Regions from separate parts of the Callithrix jacchus genome. Here region 1 is linked to region 2. Evidence: chromatin contacts called from public Hi-C data. All regions are on one chromosome and are shown on one strand. The core of a region is the stretch at or near the end of the contact, and the rest is flanking DNA. Distances in the headings are between cores, read along the strand shown.

What was found. Hi-C and Micro-C count contacts between places; a contact is called where the count stands out from the background.
Region 1: a contact with region 2 is called in a Hi-C map of induced pluripotent stem cells, with 6 times the contacts expected there. The contact joins the enhancer-like site here to the promoter of RNF183 in region 2. A contact is called at or near these places in 2 of 3 Hi-C or Micro-C datasets (induced pluripotent stem cells and skeletal muscle).

The regions. Positions count from the first base shown.
Region 1 is chr1:161,956,867-161,960,658 of calJac240_pri, forward strand. No RefSeq gene overlaps it. Among named protein-coding and RNA genes, the nearest start is that of RGS3, 190 kb to the left of the region's middle. Within about 2 kb of position 1,290, at least 5 of the 16 cell types and tissues checked have an H3K27ac peak or open chromatin away from gene starts, as enhancers often do.
Region 2 is chr1:161,616,438-161,619,834 of calJac240_pri, forward strand. It overlaps RNF183 (ring finger protein 183), which reads right to left and starts at 1,627. Exons shown (of 3, transcript XM_009001561.6): 1 at 1,409-1,627.

The DNA.
Region 1 (3,792 bases), core at 40-2,539, 340 kb after region 2:
TTCTGTGGAGTATCCCAGTTTTTCTCAACACCGGTTTGGTGACTAGGGACACAGGTTCACAGGTGGGACGCCTGGTGTGATGTCTCACTCTGGCATTTACATGCTGGGTAGACTCAGCCAGATTATCGAACCTTTCTATGCCTCAATTTTCACATCTGTAAAATGGAGGAGAACATCAGTACCTATGTAACAGTGTCGTTGGGACGACGATTAAATGTTTCCTAACAACCCCGGAGCACAGGGCAGAGAGTAATTGCTCATGAATGACACAACTGTCCAAGGTAGGTTACCCAGCCTCAGGCCTCGTCTTTTCGGGACACCTGACTACATGAGACTTGGCCCCCAGTGTGGCTCCCCAGGTATCTCTGTGCCTCAGTGGGGAGATGGACGCCAGTGCTGCTTGCTCTGTGTTCCTGGGCCTCTTCGCCCTCCAGCACACAGATGACAGCACCAAGCCACTACCTTGACCTTGGGATGGACACACCTGGCTGTGGCCGCTGGGTGGAAGCATTCAATTGCAGATGCTCCAGTTTCTCTCTTGCTCGCCTCCTAATTGATACCCAGGGGCGATGCCTGGCCAGCATGGGAGTTGACTCTGCATGAGTGAGAAATACACCTTTATGATTTGAAGCCTCTTAGATCTAGCAGTTGTTTTGTTTCCACTGTAACCTTATCTATTCCCACTGATAAAACAGTTACCCTGTCCCAAGCTAAGGCTCCCTGGAATGCTCACCTAGATGAGGGTCAGTCTTAACTGCAACTTTCCAAGTATCTCTGAGTCCCAGCCAATGCCTTCACTCTGTTAGAAACCTCCATGCTCAGCTCTGCCAGCCTCTGCAGCCCCTTTGTCCTGGCCAGGGGCCACTGAAGCCTGATAACAGAGAGGGCTGTCTCGTTTCCCCAAATACAAGCTCTTATCAGCCTCACTCACTACAGGACATTTGGTCATTGTCTTAGTCTAGACATCAAAATTAAAATCTCTTATGAGCTCATATTCTGGGGAAGTTGGGTCAGGCTGTGTCAGGGCCAAAATTCCTCTGCCTCCGGCCCAGCTGCTGCTACAGCAGAGATGAAGCTTGTTGGAAGGGAGACTAAGGATGAGGGTTGGAGCCTGGACAGGGAGCCAGAAAGCTGGGCTCTGCTTCTCACTGTGTGATTTTGGTGAGTCCCTTTTTGTCCCTAGGCCAAAAATGAAATGGATTTGTCTTTTCCTGCCTTGGGGTCCTTGCACAGTCTGCTCCCTCTGCCTGAAGCTCTCACCATCTCCCTTCCTCTTCACCTGGTTAACTCTGGCTCAGCCACCACATCTCAGCCTAAAACACAGGGTCATTGTGTTCAGGAAATGCCTTTAGCGCAGACACCTTCCTTTAACTGTGTGTCCAGAGACTCTCCCTGCTAGGCTCAGAGCTCCGCAAGAGAGTGAATCTGTGTCTCCTTCTCTGTGACCCAATGAAGGCTTGGTGAAGGAATGAGTGAGGTACATCAATCTGCTCCGCGAGAGCCTACAGCTCCCTGGCACCTGGCAAGAGCTGCAAGAGGGCCCCCTCTTCTCTTTTTGCTTCCCCTGCCTACTTGCTGGAGGATTGGAAACGCCTTGGCAAGGATTAAGGGTGTCCTGAGTGACTTGGCCCTTTGCTGCCTCCTTGCGTCCACTTCCAAAATAGCAGTCCCGAGATGCTTCCACTAGGTGGAGGAAATTGGGGGGCTTCCATGTGTTGTGGTCTCGCTCATTTCCAGCAGTAGCCTTGTGAGACAGGAATGATCATCCCCTGTTTAACAAATACCGAAAGTCCACGTTTGTTCATTTGTTTGTCAAGTAATAATTGAGCACCTATTATTTGCCAGACACTTTGTTGGGAGCTGGTGCTTCCCTGGTGAACAGCACCAATGTTCTGCCCCATGGAGCTTATGTTCAGGTCTGCAATAGGGAAGGAAGACAGTAAACAAGTGAACAAACATTTTTTATGAACCGGGTGTGGTGCCTCATGCCTGTAATCCCAGCACTTTGGGAGGCTGAGGTGGGCGGATCGCTTGAGGTCAAGAGTTCAAGACCAGCCTGGCCAACATGGCGAAACTCCGTCTCTACTAAAAGTACAAAAATTAGCCAGGTATGGTGGCACATGCCTGTAATCCCAGCTACTTGGGAGGATGAGTTATGAGAATCATGTGAACCCAGGAGGTGGAGGTTGCAGTGAGCCAAGATGGCGCCACTATACTTCAGCCTGGGTGACAGAGCAAGACTCTGTCTCAAAAAAACAAAAACAAAACAATCCATTTTGCGTGTGTGTGTGTGCGCATGCACGCGCGAGCGCGCACAAGAACACTCAAAATGCCCGGGGGATGGGGGCTGGGCTTTGGTGGTCCAGATGTTAACTGACTTGTCCAAGATCACAGAGATGCAGTTAGATTTGAAACTGGTAGTAGCAATCGTTACTAATAACTCTGTAAGCCCTAGCTCTGCCACGTGCTGCTGAGCTCAGTGCTTTTCACATAGATGCTACAGCAGCCCTACTATTATCCCCGTTTTGCACATGGGGAGCACAGAGAGTCTAGGTAACTTGCCCAAGGTCACTCAGCTGCTCAGTGGTGGAGCAAGGACTCAATCCAGGCAGTGTGGTTCCAGAGCCTGCCCTTCAACAGTATAAGACAAAATTTAGAGGTTTTGACATCCAGGGCCTTGGGGATGGTGGCCACAAACCCACTGTGCTACTGTCCTCCCAGCCCAGCCAAGTAGACCATCCTGGACAGTCCCCCGTCCTCAGACCATCCAAGGTGGCTGTGTAGCCTCCTATCCCATGAGCTGGAAAGGATGGGGCAAAGAGGGTGCTGTGGAGAGCCCCTAGCCTCAGGAATCCTGATGGGCTGGCCGTGGGGACAGAACTAGCCCACGCTGGGCTATGAGGTGGGAGGCTCAGAAAGCAGGAAAGGCTTCTTGGAGGAGGTGAGGGGTGAGGTGGGCCTGGGAGATTGAGTGGGATTCAGATGTACAATTCAGTGGGGAGAGCAGAAGCCAAGGGAACAGTGGTGGCAAGGGCAGGGAGGTGGGTGCCAAGCTTCAGAAGGAGGGAAAATGAAGCTGCATCAGGACCTGAAGCTTCAGGGCTTCTTCCCCAGGCTGGGGAGCTGTTGCAGGCATCTAGGTGAGTGGTGGGAGGGGGGCAGAAAGGGGGTGGAGAAGAAGCCAAAGGTGGCAGGGGCCCACCCCTAACTGCCCCCTCACCCACCCACCCCTTGCTGCTGCTTGATTGCCCCAAACACAATCCCACCTCAGGAGTGTCTGGACCCTCCCCTTCCACATCCACCTGCCTTGAACCCACACTTCCTGGCTCTGCTCAAAGGAGGTCTTCCCTGACCATCGGCAGTACCTGCTGGTGGTTACATCACCTTCCACACGCTGTACCCTTCCCTGCACTCGGCTTAGTGCACAGGTGCCTTGGTGCTTGGCAGGCCTGCCAGGCATGGTTTTCGGCTTCGGCCAGCTGCTTGGCTGAGTCCTGAACCATCTTCAGTTGCAGCTCTAGTGTCCGTCATCCTGGCTTCCTTGGAAGCTCAGTCATCTGTCATCCCTGAGATAGACCCTTGGAAGATGGGATGGGAAGGCCTAAAAGCCAACAATGCAGACACACACATGCACCTGTGTTGTGCACACACACACCCCTACACATGGACATGAATCATATGCACACACATACACAAACCCATGCACACATACCTATGTACAACCCATACACATGCTCACACATGCACAACACATGTACACACAATGCATGCATGTATGTATATAGACGTGCA
Region 2 (3,397 bases), core at 377-2,876:
GAGGAGCCCCTGAATTCCAGAGTGTGGCAGAAACAGACCTTTAATACTTATCGGAAGCCTTAAACTATATGTAGCCCCAACTCATCAATTCCCTCACTGGGAATGGATTCCATGGAAATCATCAAGGACTTCTGCAAAGACGTGATTACAGAGAATCCCATCGAGGCCCTGATTTAACAGTGACCTACAGAGAACTACTTCATCATCCAGTAATAGGACATTGATTAGGTAGATTCTGCTCCATCCATAGAAAGCGACATTATGCACCCTTTAAAATGATGTGATAAAACTATTAATATGGATATATGCCTCGGATATAATGTCATCAGGCAAAAAGAACCAGCAACAAAACCATATTACAATATAATCCAATTTTCAAAACCGTGTGCACCATAGGAAAACATGTCTGGAAACATAAACAACTAAATATTAGCAGTGGTTACCTCTGGGGCAAGATTAAACGTTGGTTTTTTATTTTTAATTTTACCTGAAAATTCTAGCTTTACTCCGGTAAGCTTGTATTACTACAAGTAAAGATCTCCTGTTTCCCCCCACATCAGATCTACATTCTCTGAAGTTCCACAGCCAGAGCTGTAAAGGGCTGTCCAAGAGGAGGAAGGATCATTATTCCCTGGGCCTTTATCTGTGCTGCTCCCCCAGGGATCATCTGTTGTTTCAGGATCAGCTGGGGAGAGGCTCTGGCCATGCACCAACCCCACCCCACGTCAGGACATCTCAGCTACAGTAAATCCTAAACACTGCCCCAAAGTCATCTCCCTGGTCTAAGAACAAGTCATCACCAAATATCAATTGTCCCTAGCGTCACTCCAATGTTTTCAGCCAAGAACTGGCATTTTCATAGCACTTCATAGTTTAGCCCTTGCTAAAATCTAAGCATGATGATCCATTTGATAGGTTACTTGCCTTTTAGGATTTTTTTTGTTGTGTTTGCAGAAGGCCGTTTGATACTCTAAAACCACCCTGTGAGAGAGGCTGAGTGGGGAGTCAAAAGCATGCCGGCTTTGGAACCAGATTTGGAACGATTTGTCTTGGACAAATGGCTTAACCTCTCTGAACTTCATTTTCCTCTGTAAAAAAGGCTAATAATCCCACTCCTCCAGAGTTGCTCTGTGGAAGGAAGAGTCTATAAGGTGCCCAGTAGAATACAGAAGGTGCTCAATACAGACCTAGCATGATTATTTTTAGATCCATTTTCTAGATGGGGAAGTCAAGGCTCAGAAGGGTGAGGCGACTTGCCAAAGGCTTCCCAGCTAAAGAGCAGCTGAGATGAAAGATGAACCCAGGAGCCCTCCGTCCCAGGCCAGAGTTTACCTGCTGCGCACTTCTTTCTCTCAGGACTCTGGGGCCTGGGTGACCCGTCCCTCTGCGACCCTCTCTGGCTCCTTACCTGCTCCCTCAGAGCCGAAGCCTCCTCCACCCGTCCCTGCAGCCCTGCACACATGAGCTTTGTTTTCTGAATTCCCAGGCCCGATTTCCAGGCAGCATGGGTGGGTCTCATTTGCATAGGTCCTAGCAGGCTTGGCCAGCTCTGGCTGTTTCAGGTTTTCTTCTTCCTTCTGGTGACTTTGGACTCCCTGCACACCCTGGAGGCTTTGCTTGCTTTGTCTTCCTCCTGTGAGTCACTCTGGCTTTTGCTCCGAGGGGGTTGAAGTGCACTCATCCTTGCAGGCCTCTGTTCTGGATGGGTTGATCTCCTGCCATCCCCTCCGGTTCCACTTGCCCTCTGTGGCTGACCCGCCTCAACTCCTGGCTTCTGCCCAGATGGATCCTTCTTCCTGCTGAGCCCCTGCAACCAAAATACAAACGGCTCTAACAACAGTGGCCATTAATACAGCAGAAAAAATAGTCGGAGAGAGGCAGTTGAGCATCTACCCGAAGAGCCAGTGTTCTCAAGCCAGGCATACTTCTAGGTCAGAATTCAGTACTCACTGAGAGTCCAAACTCCACTTAACTAGCGATGGAGACTTGAGAAAATCAGTTAACTTCTGCCAGCCTCAGTTTCCTCACCTGAAAACGGCCATAATCACCTACCTACTCAATCTGCAGATTAACAAGGTGATCGGGGTCATATAATAACACAGTGCCTGGCACACAGTAATACAGTAAATGTTAACCAGAACAATTATTGTTATATGACCAGTCTGTTCACATGGCCCATCTTTTGTTCCCACTCAAATTCTGTTTGTACCTATGGTCCTCTTCTTTTCTCTCTTCTCTTCTCCTCTCTTCTCTCTCTATCTCTCTTTCTTTGACATGGTCTTGCTCTGTTACCAAGGCTGGAATACAGTGGAGTGATACTGATACACTGCAACCTCCACCTCCAGAGTTCTAGCGATTCTCCTGCCTCAGCCTCTGGAGTAGCTGGGACTACAGGCACCCAACACCATGCTCGGCTAATTTTTATATTTTTAGTAGAGACGGGGTTTCACCATGTTGGCCAGAATGGTCTCGAACTCCTGACCTTAGGTGATCTGCCCACCTTGACCTCCCAGAAGTGCTGGGATTACAGGCGTGAGCCACCATGTCTGGTCCCTTATTTCTTTACTGACATATTCAGTAGTGCTTGAGAAAGAAATAAGTAAATAAACGTATCTGCTTGGTGATGTAATCAAAAGCCCCAGTTTCCTCATTTTGTGTTTTTTTACATTAATTTTTATGTATTTATTTATTTTGAGACAGTCTCACTCTGTCATCCAGGCTGGAATGCAGTGGCATGATCACAGCTCACTGCAGCCTCAACCTCCTGGGCTTAAGCAATTCTCCCACCTCTGCCTCCTGAGTACCTGAGACTACAGGTGCATGCCACTGTGGCTGGCTAATTTTTGTATTTCTTGTAGAGATGGGGTTTCTCCACATTGCCTAGGCTGGTCTCAAAACTCCTGGGCTCCAGCAATCCACCTACCAAAAGTGCTAGGATTACACTTGAGTCACCATGTCCAAATTTGATTTTTAAATAGGTTATATATTTACATGGTTGAGCACGTGAATGGTTTGATTTCATAGTGAAAACTTTCTCTTCCCAGCCACCTGGTTTCCCTGGAAATCTAAGTATTATACCATCAGTTTGTTGTGTATCTTTCCAAAGATGTTTTATGCATACACAAACAGCATTTCCATGGCAAAACATCTATGTATTCCTTTTCCTCCTTTTTACACAAATATGTGTGTTATATACACTCTTCTGCATTTTTCTTTTCTTCATTTGATGATGTATTTGAGATATCGTTCTGTATTAGTACATAAAGACCTTCTTTGGTTTTTGGCCGGGCGTGGTGGCTCACACCTGTAATCTGAGCACTTTGGGAGGCTGAGGTGGGTGGATTACCTGAGGTCAGAAGTTGGATACCAGCCTGGCCAACATGGTGAAACTCTGTCT